3 separate regions of the Zea mays genome follow, and all the other regions are linked to region 1. A link is a contact called in public Hi-C data. All regions are on one chromosome and are shown on one strand. Each heading gives the region's core, a stretch centred on a gene start, on an enhancer-like site or on the middle of the called end of the contact. The rest is flanking DNA. Distances are from core to core; before and after follow the strand shown. Region 1 holds the start of LOC100216592. Region 2 holds the start of LOC100282574 (ischemia/reperfusion inducible protein). Region 3 holds the start of LOC100285562 (glycosyl hydrolase, family 43 protein).

Region 1 (4,855 bases), core at 864-3,363:
CCAGTTAATACCTGCTGCTCTACCAAGGGTGTCCAGAGATTTTGCTTTAAGCAGTATGGCCTCTAGAAGCAAGCTTACAGAATGCATGGACATATGCATAAGCATTCCGTTCACTTGTGAAGATTTTCGTCTTGAAGAGCGTGGGGGCATTCTAGGCTTGACACTTTCAGCAATAGCAGTGGTCATTCGTGGTCTCAGGCTTCTTATATCAATCCCCTGAAGAACTTGCAATGCTGCATCAAAGTTCCCTCTCTGATGTTCCAGTCTACCTAACAATGCTCGAGCCTCCTATTACATAGCAAATAAATCATACAATGAGTAGATCTTTGCAATACAGCTTATCTTGTTTGAAGAGCAGAAGTGTTGAGCCAAACCTCATAATTTAGTGAAAGGGTTTCTTTTAGGTCTGATTCTACTTCATTTACTTGGCTGTCATCAGGAGTTGTTTCTCGACTTGCCATCTTTGAAGAAGAGCAATTCGCTGAAAAGTCACGTGTTGCAAGAGATTCTGGCGATCTAGGAAGATCTTCAAACTTGGACTGGTCCCCGCTGCAGGTACATAACATGATCGCGGACATCTTCGGCTGTGCAGATAATTTAACTTAACTATATGTAGGGAAAAAAACAGCTCTAGCTCTCAGGATCTTCTGTCGGGGCACAATAGAACCAGGTAGACTGCAGGGCCTAGCAATGACAAACAAGAAGTCTCAGTCATATATCAGTAATTAGATACACTACTAAGCAAGAAAATCATGAGCAATCACATAAAGCTCCATATAAAGGGAGAACAGAAAACAGAAGACCTATGAGCGATGTCAGATTTAGCAGTTCTCTATTCCTAATTTCTCAAGTTAGAGTGACGTCTCAGATTCTTTTTTTAAATACAGCACCATGAATAGGAGTAGTAACCAGTAGGGAGGTTCAGAGTTTCAGGCACACAAATGTAGAACAGATGTGACGAGGCTAAGGCCAACTCCAGCGGGTGTGTAAACGGGTGTGCAAAACACTGTTTTGTACTGTAGACGATATTGGTTATAAAGTGGAGTTTAAAATAGGGAGTCTAATGGCGATAGACTAACAACTGTTTGCACTCGCGCTCCCGCTAACGGCGAGTAATAAGGTAAACAAACATCATCACCTCCTATACAGACCTAATAACACAAATATATAGGGCAACGGCCGATCCTACCGTCGAGTGTCAACAGCAGCAATGGCCCACTACACAGCAGATAGTAGAGAGATAAATTCCACCCTCCATTTCCATATATCGCAATCAACCATGGCAACCATACCCCCGAAAACAAACAAGTCATTAGGGACAGAAAGAGAACTGGATATGCACATGAGTTGCATTGCAACAAGACAATAGACACCCACTCTTTGCACTTCAGGAAACAGCAGTGCAGAGCAGGATTCGGGCGCGCCGTACAATCTCCCGAGAAAATGCAGCACCGCTGATCCCCTCCCGATCATATCTCAGAAATTAAACTAACACCTCGGATCAAGTTCCAAGCAGCGAGAAACTGACCTTACTGAATTCCGAACCAGGAATACGAACCTACTCGAACTCAACAAGCATCAAACAGCCACGAAAGGAGCACGTCGATCCTCCACTCCAGAACGCAGCAAAGAAATCCGCAACTGAACGAAGGACTAAGAGACAGGAAACTCCGGGCACGGTGGCTCAATGCAGCTTGAAACACCTCCTGCAACAAAACCCACGCCCGAGGAGAATCGCGAAAGACAGCTGTAGAGAGTTCCCGTCCAGGCAAGCTAGGGTTGGCTGCTCATGGATCCCCCGCTACAAGAGCCCACACGCTCACGCCCAGCCCCGCAAAATCCAATAGGAGCAGATGAGAAGGCGAGCCGAGGAGACGCTTACGAGGGCACGTTGTTTGTTGTGTGCCGTGCGGCGTGCCCCGGCGTGTGCGTTACTGCGGTTTGCGGCGTGTGCCTCGCCCTCGCCCTCGCCCGGTGGAAGCAGCCTGGAGGCAGGTTCCGGTTGCGGGTTCGGCAGCGGCCGATTGGCGGGTGCTTGGAGCCTTGGACAGCAGGTGACTCGGTGAGCAGGTGAGAGGATCAGACGAGGTTTGAAGCGGTGAAGGCCTGAAAGGGGATAGCCGGATGGGAATGGAGGTGCGCGATGCTTTTGAGGGCTTGTAGTGGGCCGGGCCTCATTTGGACCCCAGGAGGCCCCACATGTCGGTGATGATTGTGCGCGTCTATCCTTGGTGAAAATGATCTGATCGAGGACCTTGCCATGAAATGCCAGAAAATGTGGTCCAGTAATTGAGAAAACCTGAAGAACGGGCTGTGGTGTCACTGTCACGTGCCTGCTCGTCAGGGTACCGTATATATTTCAAAAAGATTCGTGGAACAAGATAGTTTTTTATATTTTTAAATATTTATAAAAATAACAGTTTTTTTCTCTTCTAAAACTAAACTCTGATCACGCCAATCTTTCTGACTGGCCAAATCAAATTGTCATACTGACCGTCTGGCACTGGCACGACTATGCTAGCCTCACGCTCACGAGTGAGGCTTCTATTTGGATACTGTGTATTAACCTCAATAAATATGTGTTGGGTGGATTAAGTGTAAATTAGTTTAAGTTATACTATAATTCAATTTAATATATATAGATCATGGTCAATAGTAAAGTATCCAAACTAGGCTTGATGGGTGACCTAACACTCCTTATTGCATCATTGACTCGGATGCAACAAGTGCCACAAAATCATTCACACGCTAGGAATATAGAGCCACACGAAGGTCTTCTTCGTCTTTTCCACCCACATCATTTACCAAGACAAGGGATTGATCACTAAGCTTCTCCTGAGTAAGGGCAAGGTAATGAACCTCGTGTTTTTGTTTGTACTATGGATTTGAGTATTAGCCTTAATTACTAGGGTTTGTGAGAGCACCTAGAGGGGGGTGAATAGGTGATCCTGTAAAACTTCAAAACTTAAGCCACAAAAACTTGTTAAGTGTTAGCACAATTATGGCCAAGTGGCTAGAGAGAACTCAAAACACGATAACCACAAGAAAGCAATCACAGAGTTGACACGGTGGTTATCCCGTGGTTCGGCCAAGTACAAAACTTGCCTACTCCACGTTGTGGCGTCCCAACGGACGAGAGTTGCACTCAACTCCTCTCAAGTGATCCAATGATCAACTTGAATACCACGGTGTTTTTCTTTCCTTTGATCTTTTCCCGTTTGCGAGGAATCTCCACAACTTGGAGTCTCTCGCCCTTACAATTGAGTTCACAAAGAAATACGGAGTAAGGTGGGTATTAGCAACGCACACAAGACTAGAAAATCAGAGCAACAACACGCACACAAGTCGCAACAAGAGCTCGCAATGCAACACAAAGAGTTCACAACTCCACAAGAGCTCTATATGCTATCACAATGAAACGAATGCGTGAGATTGATGTCTTGGTGCTTAGAAGAGTTGTAGGAATGCTTGGTGTTCTCCTCCATGCGCCTAGGGGTCCCTTTTATAGCCCCAAGGCAGCTAGGAGCCGTTGAGAACACATCTGGAAGGCTATCTTTGCCTTCTGTCGTCGGGCGCACCGGACAGTCCGGTGCACACCGGACACTGTCCGGTGCCCGATTTGTTTCCATAAACAGCGCATCCGACCGTTGCTGTCTGAGTCAGACCTGCGCACCGTTGGCGCACCGGACATGTCCGGTGCACACCGGACAGTCCGGTGTACCTTCCCGACCGTTGGCTCGGCCACGTGTCGCGCGCCGATCGCGCGGCCGACCGTTGGCCCGGCCAACCGTTGGCTCACCGGACAGTCCGGTGCACACCGGACAGTCCGGTGAATTTTAGCCGAAGTCGCCGGAGAAAAACCCGAGAGCGGCCTCTTCGGCCGAGGCGGCCTGGCGCACCGGACACTGTCCGGTGCACCACCGGACACTGTCCGGTGCACCACCGGACAGTCCGGTGCCCCAGACCGAAGCAGCCCCTTGGCTGCACACAGCCAAGTCTTCTCTTCTCTTCTTCTTTCTGTTTCTAACACTTAGACAAATAAATTAGTACACAAAGCCAATGTACTAAGACTTAGAAACATACCTTTGCTCTAGATTTGCACTTTGTTCATCCATTGCATAAATTCACATTTAAGCACTTGAGTTGGCACTCAATCACCAAAATACTTAGAAATGGCCCAAGGGCACATTTCCCTTTCAATCTCCCCCTTTTTGGTGATTTATGCCAACACAACATAAAGCAACTAGAACAAGTACAAAATCACTTCAAATGAAAACTCAAATTGGTTTTGATTCAATTTTGGCATATATGGATCATCCTTTGCCACCACTTGGTTTGTTTTTGCAAATCAAACTCAAATCTCTATTTCTATGTCAAACACACATGTTGAGGCATAAAGAGAGTCATTCCAAAAGAGATTGATCAAAGATTTCAAAAACTCCCCCTATTTCCCATAATCAACACTTCTCCCCACAAGAAACCAACTTTTGATAATAGAGACAATAAAAGCTTTTGACACGACAAAAACTCTATTCTACTATTTTCAAAATCTCTCAAGTGGTAGCTGATCCATTTATTGCTTTGGCCTTTATTTTCTCCCCCTTTGGCATCAAGCACCAAAACGGGATCAATTGTGGCCCCATAACCCCATTGCCTCACCAAAATCTTCAATTAAGAGCAAATGGCAATAAGAGTTCATGAGATGGACTTGGAATAAGTTACCCTCTCATCGGTGTGCAGTGGAAGTCTTTCATGGTCCAAGTCCACCTTTCCCGTTCAATCCTCCTTCGAGACTAAATCATTAAACTCAAGCACATGGTTAGTCTCAAAGGGTCAAGTTGTAACACATCTCCCC
Region 2 (4,855 bases), core at 1,138-3,637, 240 kb after region 1:
TTCAATGGATAAGTCCTAATTTCTTGCTGGGGATGAAAGTCAAAAAGTAACTAAAAGGGATATATGAAATATTTGTGTAGGTTTCATCTCACTTTTTTTATGGGTACATATTGATACTGCAATTATTACAAAAGAACTTAATATTGCTGTATACTCCTAACTATATCGTGTATATGCATTAAAATTCCTATGGCACTAGGGGGAAGAAAACACGAACCATGCATCACATGCAAACCCGTATATGGTATCAGTAGGCACCGCAATCACTTCTCCTCTGTTGATTGCATCAGTTGCTTTCAAGACATGATCTTTCACTGCTGGGAAAATATTTTCTGCTGTGGCATCTATTCTGTGAGCTGTGTTTTCTGACACCCTAACCGAGCAGGATACTTGTGACTTCGTCTCATGTTGAGAGGGTAATCTTCTTGCCTTAACAAAGCTAAACATAGGAATGTGTCATCATGTCATTATGCCATATAGTAATGTGACAAAAGAAGCAAATAGTTCTCCAGTGCACAAAAAAAGAATCTCCATGGAAAACATAGTTCTCAAGCAAATAATTTTCAAGGAATACTTATTCCACTAGCAATATGTGACACCGTTTAGAAAACTGAGGATGAAGTTCATCATGCCCACAATTTTCTCAGTACTGTTTGTGTCTGCAGTTCACTAGCAAACCAAGAAACTTAAGATCCCAATTTTCTCGTAAAGAGTACACGGAATATCAATTAGCAGACCCAATCTATACTAATGATATGAACTTGGTAGCACGGTGTAACAACAAGGTCAATCAGCATAAAGGTACTACCAGGCCCAGGTGTCCCAGAGCAACAGCAGGGGAAGAGCGTCCAATGGCCTGGGACCCAGATGACAAGGAGACCTGAGGTAGGCAAGCTAGTATTACTTGTGTACATATATAAAATACAGGCACACGAATCTTGATTGTATTGTTTATATACACCTTTGACCACGGTGCACCCTTTTGCGTTCCAGCACTACCCCCCACCCACACACACAGTTTAATGCTTATAAGGTTCCAAAATCATTATTCATGATATCAATTCATAGCTCTCTGCTGAAATTTTGTCTAGCCTAGACTGTGCTGCCACTAAAAACTCAAGATAGGCTCTAATATATACTTATAACTTCAGTGTGTTCCAAAACATAAAATTCATGTGATTTATTCCTTGCTTTCATCTCTTATATTATTTAGGGTTTAAGTAACATGTGTATAAACCATTTATCTGGATGTGGGAAAATAAAGGAAACACACAAATGGATTGATACACAGTTTGTCCAAAAGATCCTGAATTCTGGACTTGGTAAAAAAATTCTTCCTTTTGCCTTTGAAATCTAACACTACGAATATTTCTTGAAGAATAATGGACTGAATTTGGAAACATCTCAATGAAACATCTTTTATTTATTAAAAAATAACAGATTTTAGTTCCCTAACAATAGTTCATGTTCGTTCAATGTGCTAAAGTTTGATTTGGAATCAAGATAATAAAAAAATGTTGTCTTAGGGCCTCCACCTTTGCTTTGCCCCATGCCACCAAAATCTTAGGGACGGGGCTAGCTGCTACTGGTGGGCATTTTTAACTTTATAGATACAGTGATGATCGAATACAAAACTCAAAAGAATCACTTGACATCACATAATTTGTATCCAGCTAGTTGGGAGGTGCAATTGTTCATGCATTTTGTATTTTTCCATTCTCCGCACATACGAAGGAGCACGAAAGCATATTATAGTAATCTAACTGTTAAATAAAGTTAGGCAACCCAGTAATAATAATAAAGATACTAATGCGCCAATTTGTGACAGTGCCGGAGGTATATGTAATTTTCAGGGTCAACTCATGCTTTCCAATTTGAACTGTGAAACCATCAAATCACTCTTCCATATAAGCAAACAAAAAAAATGTTAGAACTGCCAAGCCCAGTGGCCAGTGCCTGACCCCAGTGGCACAAGCACAATACTCTGGCTCCGCTACTGGGCAGTGCCGCAGTGGCATGCTTATGCGCACTAGCAGAACAACTCATTCTAGATGGATGCATGCACTCCTACATGTCAATCTTTTGTTTCTATATACGTATTTAAATAACTGATAACATTGCCTAATAAGCATATCGAAATTATGAAACGAGGGCATCGAATGATTAAGGAGCAAGCGGAGAAGAATTGACCCCAGAGAGACAGAGATAGATAATAATACCTCCGAGCTAGAGGCTGCCTAGTTGACGGAGCACAGACCAGCGACAGCCTCTCCCCCGCAGCCTTCGCACACGCCTTCATCTCCGATCTCTCCTCTTTTTCCCCAGGCCGCCGCAAGATATGAGAACGAGCGGCGGAGCAGAAGGCCGCCGCAAGACGGCAAAAGGTTTCGAGGCGGGGTCAAACGACGGCTTGATTATATCCGACACGGGTAAGGGGTCCCGTGTTTCTCTGACAGCTGGGCCCCGCGTTACTCTTGCCTCCAGGCCTTCCGGGAGTTTGGCGACCCGTCTCGGGCTCTTGTGGGGGCTAGGGTTTAGGCACTAAGCGGCGGCCGGCGGCGGCGGGGAGGATGGCGGAGGCGGTCGTGAGGTGCCTCCGGGACGGACGGCTCGACGGCGAGCACGCGCCGGCACTGGCTGTGGAGGGATCACTCAAGTGCTGCCCGCTCGCGGCGGGTGCGATGCTCCACATCGCGGCCGCATTCGCCTCCCAGGTCGCCGCAGGGAAGGCGCAGGCCAGGTTTTGTTATTCTCTTCGCCTCCTGGTGCGTAGGCTTTGCACAGATTTAGCTGATGATGCGAATTAGCTTTGTTGTGAACTTCTGTTGGTGCAGGGGACTGGTGGTTGTGGCGTTTGATCGGAGCCCACAGGTGTACCTGGAATTCATGCGCCGCCGCAACCTTGACGCAAATGCTTTGGACCGATGGTATGATCTCAACCATTTATGATAAACAAAAGTTGTTTGTTGTGCACAGACCGAAACGAGCACACGGAATGTTACTCCTACGTGGACATTGGTGTTAGAATTTGACTCCAATTTGAGTCTCCTATTCAGAATATTTATTCAAGGCAAAATATATTGGAGCAAAATTGGCAATTTAATAAATTTTGGAGTGATTGCAAAACTAAAACCTCTTTTGTATCAGGGTGGTCTAGTGCCTAGCCAATGTAGCTGCCCTTAAGCATAGATCAAAGAAGATCCATATATTAACTAACTTTTTGGAGTGGGAGCTTATGCATTTCCATTCACTCTTAAAATATACCGCTATTTTTTTATTTTCTGTTCGTCTTGGTTGGCCGAGCACAAATTTGACTATTGGTATCTCAGCATGTGCAAAATCAGATTTTGGATTCTTTGGTAACACAAATACCAGAAGCAGCTGTAGGGCCACTATGCAAAGAAATTTAAAATTTAAAATCCATAAATGTTCATATAGTCTACTTTTCAATTTAAAATCTGAAGTTGATATACCGATTTGGCAGTTTGATATGCCATCTGAAGAGTTAAACGTTCAAGCTAACTGGATACTCTTTTGTCACATTATCTGTGGCAGAATGCATTCTTTTTGATAAAATGTTCATGACAATCTTACACTCATTCATCAGTGTTAGAATATTGGATTGCTACTCTGACCCACTTGGATGGAAGCAGAAGATTCAAAATCAGCAGCATCAAGGGAACAGTGCAAAGCAGTTCTCAACAAATAAAGATAATATTACTGTTTATAGAAGTGTGAAGGATGTTACAAAATTGATGTCCTCCACTACTGAACTTGGAGGAGGTATTATCTACCATAAAGCATTTGACCTGTTATTGTTCCTTTGTTTCTACCCTATAATCCTAACTTGCTTACATTATGAATGTCAGGTTTTGAAGGAGAAGGCAAAACATATTTTTCTGTGGCTGTTGACTCAGTAAGAACTAACAACTTCTCTGTGACTTTTTTGTTGGTGGAAACAATACTTGAGTTCGGATTATGTATAGTAACTTTGTTTTTCCCGTTGACAAAACTGGGGTTCCTACTGAGATTAATATCATTTGTTGAACATTTTCCATCGTCCATGTTTAATTATCTATGGAACTGATTTGACAAATGCAGTTTGTGGAAGCATGAGACATAACAGCTAAAGCATTATCTCACTAACAATAGGGCAGTATGACATCATTCAAAAGTATTCCACTATTTGTTTTGGTATTGTTTACTGTTTGAAGGAAGACTCTATAGTATCTCTTAATATAATCCAATTTTTGAAAAGATTGAAGTGCATTCACTCATTGCTCTTATATTTAACTTTCATTTGCATCTTCTATGCAATTTCAGATTAGCTCCATGTTAAGGCATGCTTCAGTGTCATCAATTTCAGGCCTTCTTAGTAACCTTCGAAGCCATGGTATCCCCGCTTGTTCTATTTTCCATGCATATCATAGTGTTAGTGTAACCTTCTTGAGCAGCTGAGACTTCATTTCTAGCCTTGTAATAATATTTTGGGGATGTGAATCATCTTTGTCTTTTAGTGTTAGTATAGATCTGTAACATTGTACGTCCTTATTTCAAACTCTGGACTTCTAAATGCCTTCAAGTAACACTAAAGTGCATTAATAGATATATGTTCTATTGTAGAACAAGTATCATCAATCTTTTGGATGATACATTCAGACCTCCATGAGCCCAAGGTACCCCGAGCATTTGAATGTCTTTCTACTATGGTTGCTTGTGTGGAGCCAGCACTTGTGGATCCTGTTTGTGGAGAGAGTCCGGGAAACATGTCTATCCTTGAGCAAAATTATTCAAAAGCAAAATTTATTGTTCGCCTTAAACGACGAAATGGACGGGTGAAGCACCTTGTAAGGCT
Region 3 (4,855 bases), core at 591-3,090, 140 kb after region 1:
CCGAGCCCGAGCTCCTGGGTCGGGCGAGGCGGAGGTTGTTCGGCAGAGGCCAGGGCGGAGTCCGAGCCCCGGGGTCGGGCGAAGCAGAGTTCGTCGTTTTCTGGGGCTGAGCCCGAGTCCGAGCCCTGGGTCGGGCGGAGCGGAGTTCGCCGTCTTCCGGGGCCTTAGCCCGAGTCCGAGCCCTGGGTCGGGCGGAGCGGAGTTCGCCGTCTTCCGGGGCCTTAGCCCGAGTCCGAGCCCTGGGTCGGGCGGAGCGGAGTTCGCCGTCTTCCGGGGCCTTAGCCCGAGTCCGAGCCCTGGGTCGGGCGGAGCGGAGTTCGCCGTCTTCCGGGGCCTTAGCCCGAGTCCGAGCCCTGGGTCGGGCGGAGCGGAGTTCGCCGTCTTCCGGGGCCTTAGCCCGAGTCCGAGCCCTGGGTCGGGCGGAGCGGAGTTCGCCGTCTTCCGGGGCTTTAGCCCGAGTCCGAGCCCTCGGTCGGGCGGAGCGGAGTTCGCCGTCTTCTGGGGCTGAGCCCGAGTCCGAGCCCTGGGTCGGGCGGAGCTTCCTATGGCGCCTTTGGCAAGGCCTGACTGCCTGTCAGTCTCACTCTGTCAAGTGGCACTGCAGTCGGAGTGGCGCAGGCGGCGCTGTACTTCTGTCAGACCAGTCAGTGGAGCGGCGAAGTGACGGTGGTCACTTCGGCTCTGCCGGAGGGCGCGTGTCAGGATAAAGGTGTCAGGCCACCTTTGCGTTAAACGCTCCTGCGACTCGGTCGGTCGGCGCGGCGATTTAGTCAGGGCTGCTTCTTAGCGAAGGCAAGGCCTCGGGCGAGCCGGAGATGTGTCCGCCGTTAAAAGGGGGGGGGGGCTCGGGCGAGACAGAAACCCCTCGGGGTCGGCTGCCCTTGCCCGAGGCTAGGCTCGGGCGAGGCATGATCGAGTCGCTGGTATGGACTGATCCCTGACTTAATCGCACCCATCAGGCCTCTGCAGCTTTATGCTGATGGGGGTTAACAGATGAGAATTAGGCGTCTTGAGGGTACCCCTAATTATGGTCCCCGACACTGGCCACACGACATTATTTACTAGTTGGTTAGGACTCTTAGTCCAAACACTAACTACCGTGCTCTTATTTTATAAGGTTTGTCTAACCTAGCTGGTAAACTTAAGAGGTGGTCCCCTATCTCACTCCCTATACTCTGACTCTCTTCAACGGTCCCCGCGAGCATTCCACTCCCCTTGCTGTGGTGGCTACAGGGCACCTCTTTGCGCACATCGCTGCCCCCTTCCCCTTACTCTACGTAGCGTTCATCGTTTCTCTCTCCTCGGATGTAGGGGAACATTGTTTATCCCCTACGGCACTGTGCTGTGGGTCCACGAGTAATTGTTAGTAGATAAAAAATTGATAGTAGATATAGAAAATGATATTTTATAGTTGTAGTGGGGTATAGAGGGAGTATTTAGAGGGAACCACTGCGGGAGATGAAAAAATAGGGGGTGAAATGTTTATGATGTGACACAAAAAAGTGATACATGAGAAAAATTTAGGGGAACCGCTGAACACAGTCTCAACATATCTTCTATCACATCTCTATGTTATTTCCTATTTTACTCTACAAAGAGTACGGTATACACGACACCAACGCACAGCTACTGCCTGGCATACTCGAGAGTCGAGACGAGTACGGACGTAACCCAACGGAAGGCACGCTGCGCGGGCACAAGCCAGGTGTCCGAGTGCCCCTCCACTCTACTCTCACGCCGTACCCACCACAATGTGACGGGCGACCTTTCCAGAGCAACGCCGCAGTTCGCGAACTGTTCGCAAGGAAGGCAGCCACCCAGCCATACCAATTACCAAACCACTCATCAGGTCGCGTTGCCAGCCGCTCAAGCCAAGACAGCCCCACTAATCTCCCTGGGATCGCGGCTCGGGCTAAGCTAATCGGGGCGCCCCAACCATCTCTCGCCAAGATCTCGACAAGGACTAGCCCATGGTGAGCTGCGCCGATTTTAATATCTGCTAGCTTCTGAAATTGTTCTATTGTTGTATTCTACAGCTAGCTGGTAGCAGGTTTGTTTTAGTTTAGATTAGCTTTCATTTGTCCTCTTCGCTTCTCTGGATCAACCTGCCATGGTGAGCATCGCTTTCTCTCCATCTTCTCCTTTTCGCCTCTTCATTTTTCTTTTCCTGATAAGTTTGTGTGTGGTTCCTGCTGAATTATCTGGTCTCCGTACGAATCTATGCCTGAGCATGATGAGCTGTGTTACTGGATTGTTGATACAGTTCTCCATTTTGGTTGCTTCATTTTTTGCGGCGGCCAGGGAGCGGGTAGTCCGGTAGTAGGCCATGATTAATAGCTGTTAAGGTTGCCTGCCTCTTTCCTTTAGTAGTTCCCTGACTTGAGTGTAGAACACGAATCTGGGTTTGTTGAGTGTTGGTAACAAACTCATTTCTTTTCCGGAGAATTTCCAAACTCCGCTTCATTCTGCTCCAATTTCACCCTTCTTGATTTGGCACGCGAATTATCCTCTTTGCATAAATTCCAACTGATGTTTCTTTCCAGCCTAATTTTGTGCAGTTTTTGAGCTCAACTCCTCCACTTTTGCTGCAGCGCGTGTCAACTGGAGTAGTTAAGCGGCGCCATGGGTATGCGGAGCAGGCACCCAAAGGCGTTGGGTTTCCGCTGGTACCCGGCGGCAACCCACCGGTCCCTAACTCTGGTACTGTGGAGCCTAGCGGCATTGGTCGTCGTTGTGAATTTCCATCTTCTCATCATTCATAAGGAGGAGGGTGAGAATATGAGTACACACGAGATCCGCCGATCGATTATGAGGGAACTGGAAGTGGTGGAGGAGGAGAAGTTCCGGCTAGCTCCTCCCCGGAGCCGGAGGAATCCCCGGGCTGTGCGCCGCAAGGGAGAGAAGAAGTCGCCTACAATAGTGGATGAGTTCTTGGATGAGTCTTCTGCAGTGCATGATATGTTCTTCCCAGAACTGAACACGGCTGTGGATCCAATCAATGGTGGAAATGACAGCATGTACTTCTACTACCCAGGAAGAATTTGGTTGGACACTGATGGAAAACCAATTCAAGCTCATGGAGGAGGTGTCCTGTATGATAAGAGGACCAACACCTATTTCTGGTACGGGGAGAACAAGGATGGCAAAACCTACAAAGCTCACAGCAAGGGAGCAGACAGGGTGAGTTGTACTTTCTGATACTATCAGCACCTATTTGTGGTCTGAAACAAACGGTATCTGGCTGTAGAAGTACTCAACTCAATTGTTTCACCTAATGTGAATGTCTAACTCAAATGCATTTTTAGTGTGCATGCCCCAAAATATAAATCTGACATCATCAAATTCGTCTATGTTAGCTAGCTAGTACCTTTTCAGAATTTCGACTTTAGCATGCATTGCACATGACCAGTAGACAGAAATGTGGGCTGGAGAAGAATGATGGAAAGGATCAACTTACCCCATTTCAGAACTTCCGTGTAGGAATTGCAGTTTGTTGCGTTGCTGTTCCAAACTAATCTCTTGCTCCAAGATTTAGTAATCATATTGTTTGAGAGATTATGTTTTTCTTTCTCGTTAGATAAACCAACTTGGAGATACATAGAAACATTGTGGAACTCCTAAAAAACTAATATGTGCAACAGATAAAAAAAACTAATATGTGCAACACTTGAAAAAAAAAGCTAATATGTAGAAGAAGGTTTAATTTCTCTAAATATGACCGAGCATTTCAGTCCATATGTAGTGTGTGCTAATGCATACATCTAATTTTCGTGACCTTTTAGATTCTGTTGGTGAGGCCAAATTTCTAGGGGACGTATTGGAAGTTATGGTCTATTGGTAAGGTGAGAAAATTGACTGGGTTGTTTTAAAGCAGGTTACTTGGTGCATAGAGATGAAAACCTAGTAACAATTTCGATTGTTTATTATTCATATGAAATTGGTTTGAGCTCCAACATTTTCTTTGCTTACAAACTAACACTTTTTATACACCAAATTGGAACTATGAAATATCAGTAGATTTGGGTTCGAATTTGCAAAATACCAAATAAAAAATCTGGTTACAGGCTTTTGTCATGCACCTGTAGGTTTTTTTGTGGCAAAACCAGAATGTTAGATCATGATTAGAGAAGAACTTTGGCCCATTGAGATTAGAAGGCAAAGGCACTAAGGCAGACAAGCATGCGTGCATACACCTGAAAATATATATATGCACGCCAAGGGTGATTATCTGGGTGCATTGTGCCAGTGATCTCAGTTCTTTCATTCCCACTAGACATTGACACCAGCGGTGGTTCATTGGGAGGTGCATTGTGCTGTGTGATTGCAGTTCTTTAATTGATTAAACCGAGTGACTGATAGTGTAACAGCATTATGGTACTGCCAACAACCAGAAAGAGCTTTCCTTTTATGTTTATAAAGTTGAACTCTTGTGGGCAGCCAAAAAAAAACACTTCGGCGGTTATGATTTGAGGCATTTCTAGTTAAGGAATCTCCGGCTAGACTTCAACCTGACTATTCTGATATAAAGAATGAATACCAACATTGGGCACACTGTGGAACCAGCATAGTTTACTAAATTTTCCAGAAACACGGATAATTAGTACATATGTTGCTACTGACAAACTGAACTGACACTTCAACATCAGAACTTTGTAGGTGCTACTATTGCTTCTGTACTTAAATGCATGTTTGTTTTGTCCACCACTCCACCTTCCTATTCCGTACATTGTTTTATGTCTTTCTCATCTCTAACTACTAACTTTTACCAAATCATTTTCCAGGTTGACATCATTGGAGTAAGTTGCTATTCTTCGAAGGACCTGTGGGCATGGAAAAATGAAGGGCTTGTCCTCCG

The links. Hi-C and Micro-C count contacts between places; a contact is called where the count stands out from the background.
Region 2: a contact with region 1 is called in a Hi-C map of tassel, with 2.5 times the contacts expected there. The contact joins the promoter of LOC100282574 here to the promoter of LOC100216592 in region 1. A contact is called at or near these places in 2 of 25 Hi-C or Micro-C datasets (ear and tassel).
Region 3: a contact with region 1 is called in a Hi-C map of ear, with 1.7 times the contacts expected there. The contact joins the promoter of LOC100285562 here to the promoter of LOC100216592 in region 1. A contact is called at or near these places in 2 of 25 Hi-C or Micro-C datasets (ear and tassel).

The regions. Positions count from the first base shown.
Region 1 is chr1:23,070,137-23,074,991 of Zm-B73-REFERENCE-NAM-5.0, reverse strand. It overlaps LOC100216592, which reads right to left and starts at 2,113. Exons shown (of 6, transcript NM_001360042.1): 1 at 1,883-2,113; 2 at 375-684; 3 at 12-288. The coding sequence starts at 578.
Region 2 is chr1:22,828,114-22,832,968 of Zm-B73-REFERENCE-NAM-5.0, reverse strand. LOC100282574 (ischemia/reperfusion inducible protein) reads right to left here and starts at 2,387. Exons shown (of 5, transcript NM_001155482.1): 1 at 2,220-2,387; 2 at 218-439. The coding sequence starts at 2,299. LOC100276830 reads left to right here and starts at 2,442. Exons shown (of 9, transcript NM_001150539.2): 1 at 2,442-2,740; 2 at 2,835-2,927; 3 at 3,608-3,783; 4 at 3,870-3,916; 5 at 4,324-4,393; 6 at 4,624-4,847. The coding sequence starts at 2,571.
Region 3 is chr1:22,927,447-22,932,301 of Zm-B73-REFERENCE-NAM-5.0, reverse strand. LOC100285562 (glycosyl hydrolase, family 43 protein) reads left to right here and starts at 1,840. Exons shown (of 3, transcript NM_001158453.1): 1 at 1,840-1,973; 2 at 2,592-3,180; 3 at 4,782-4,855. The coding sequence starts at 2,623.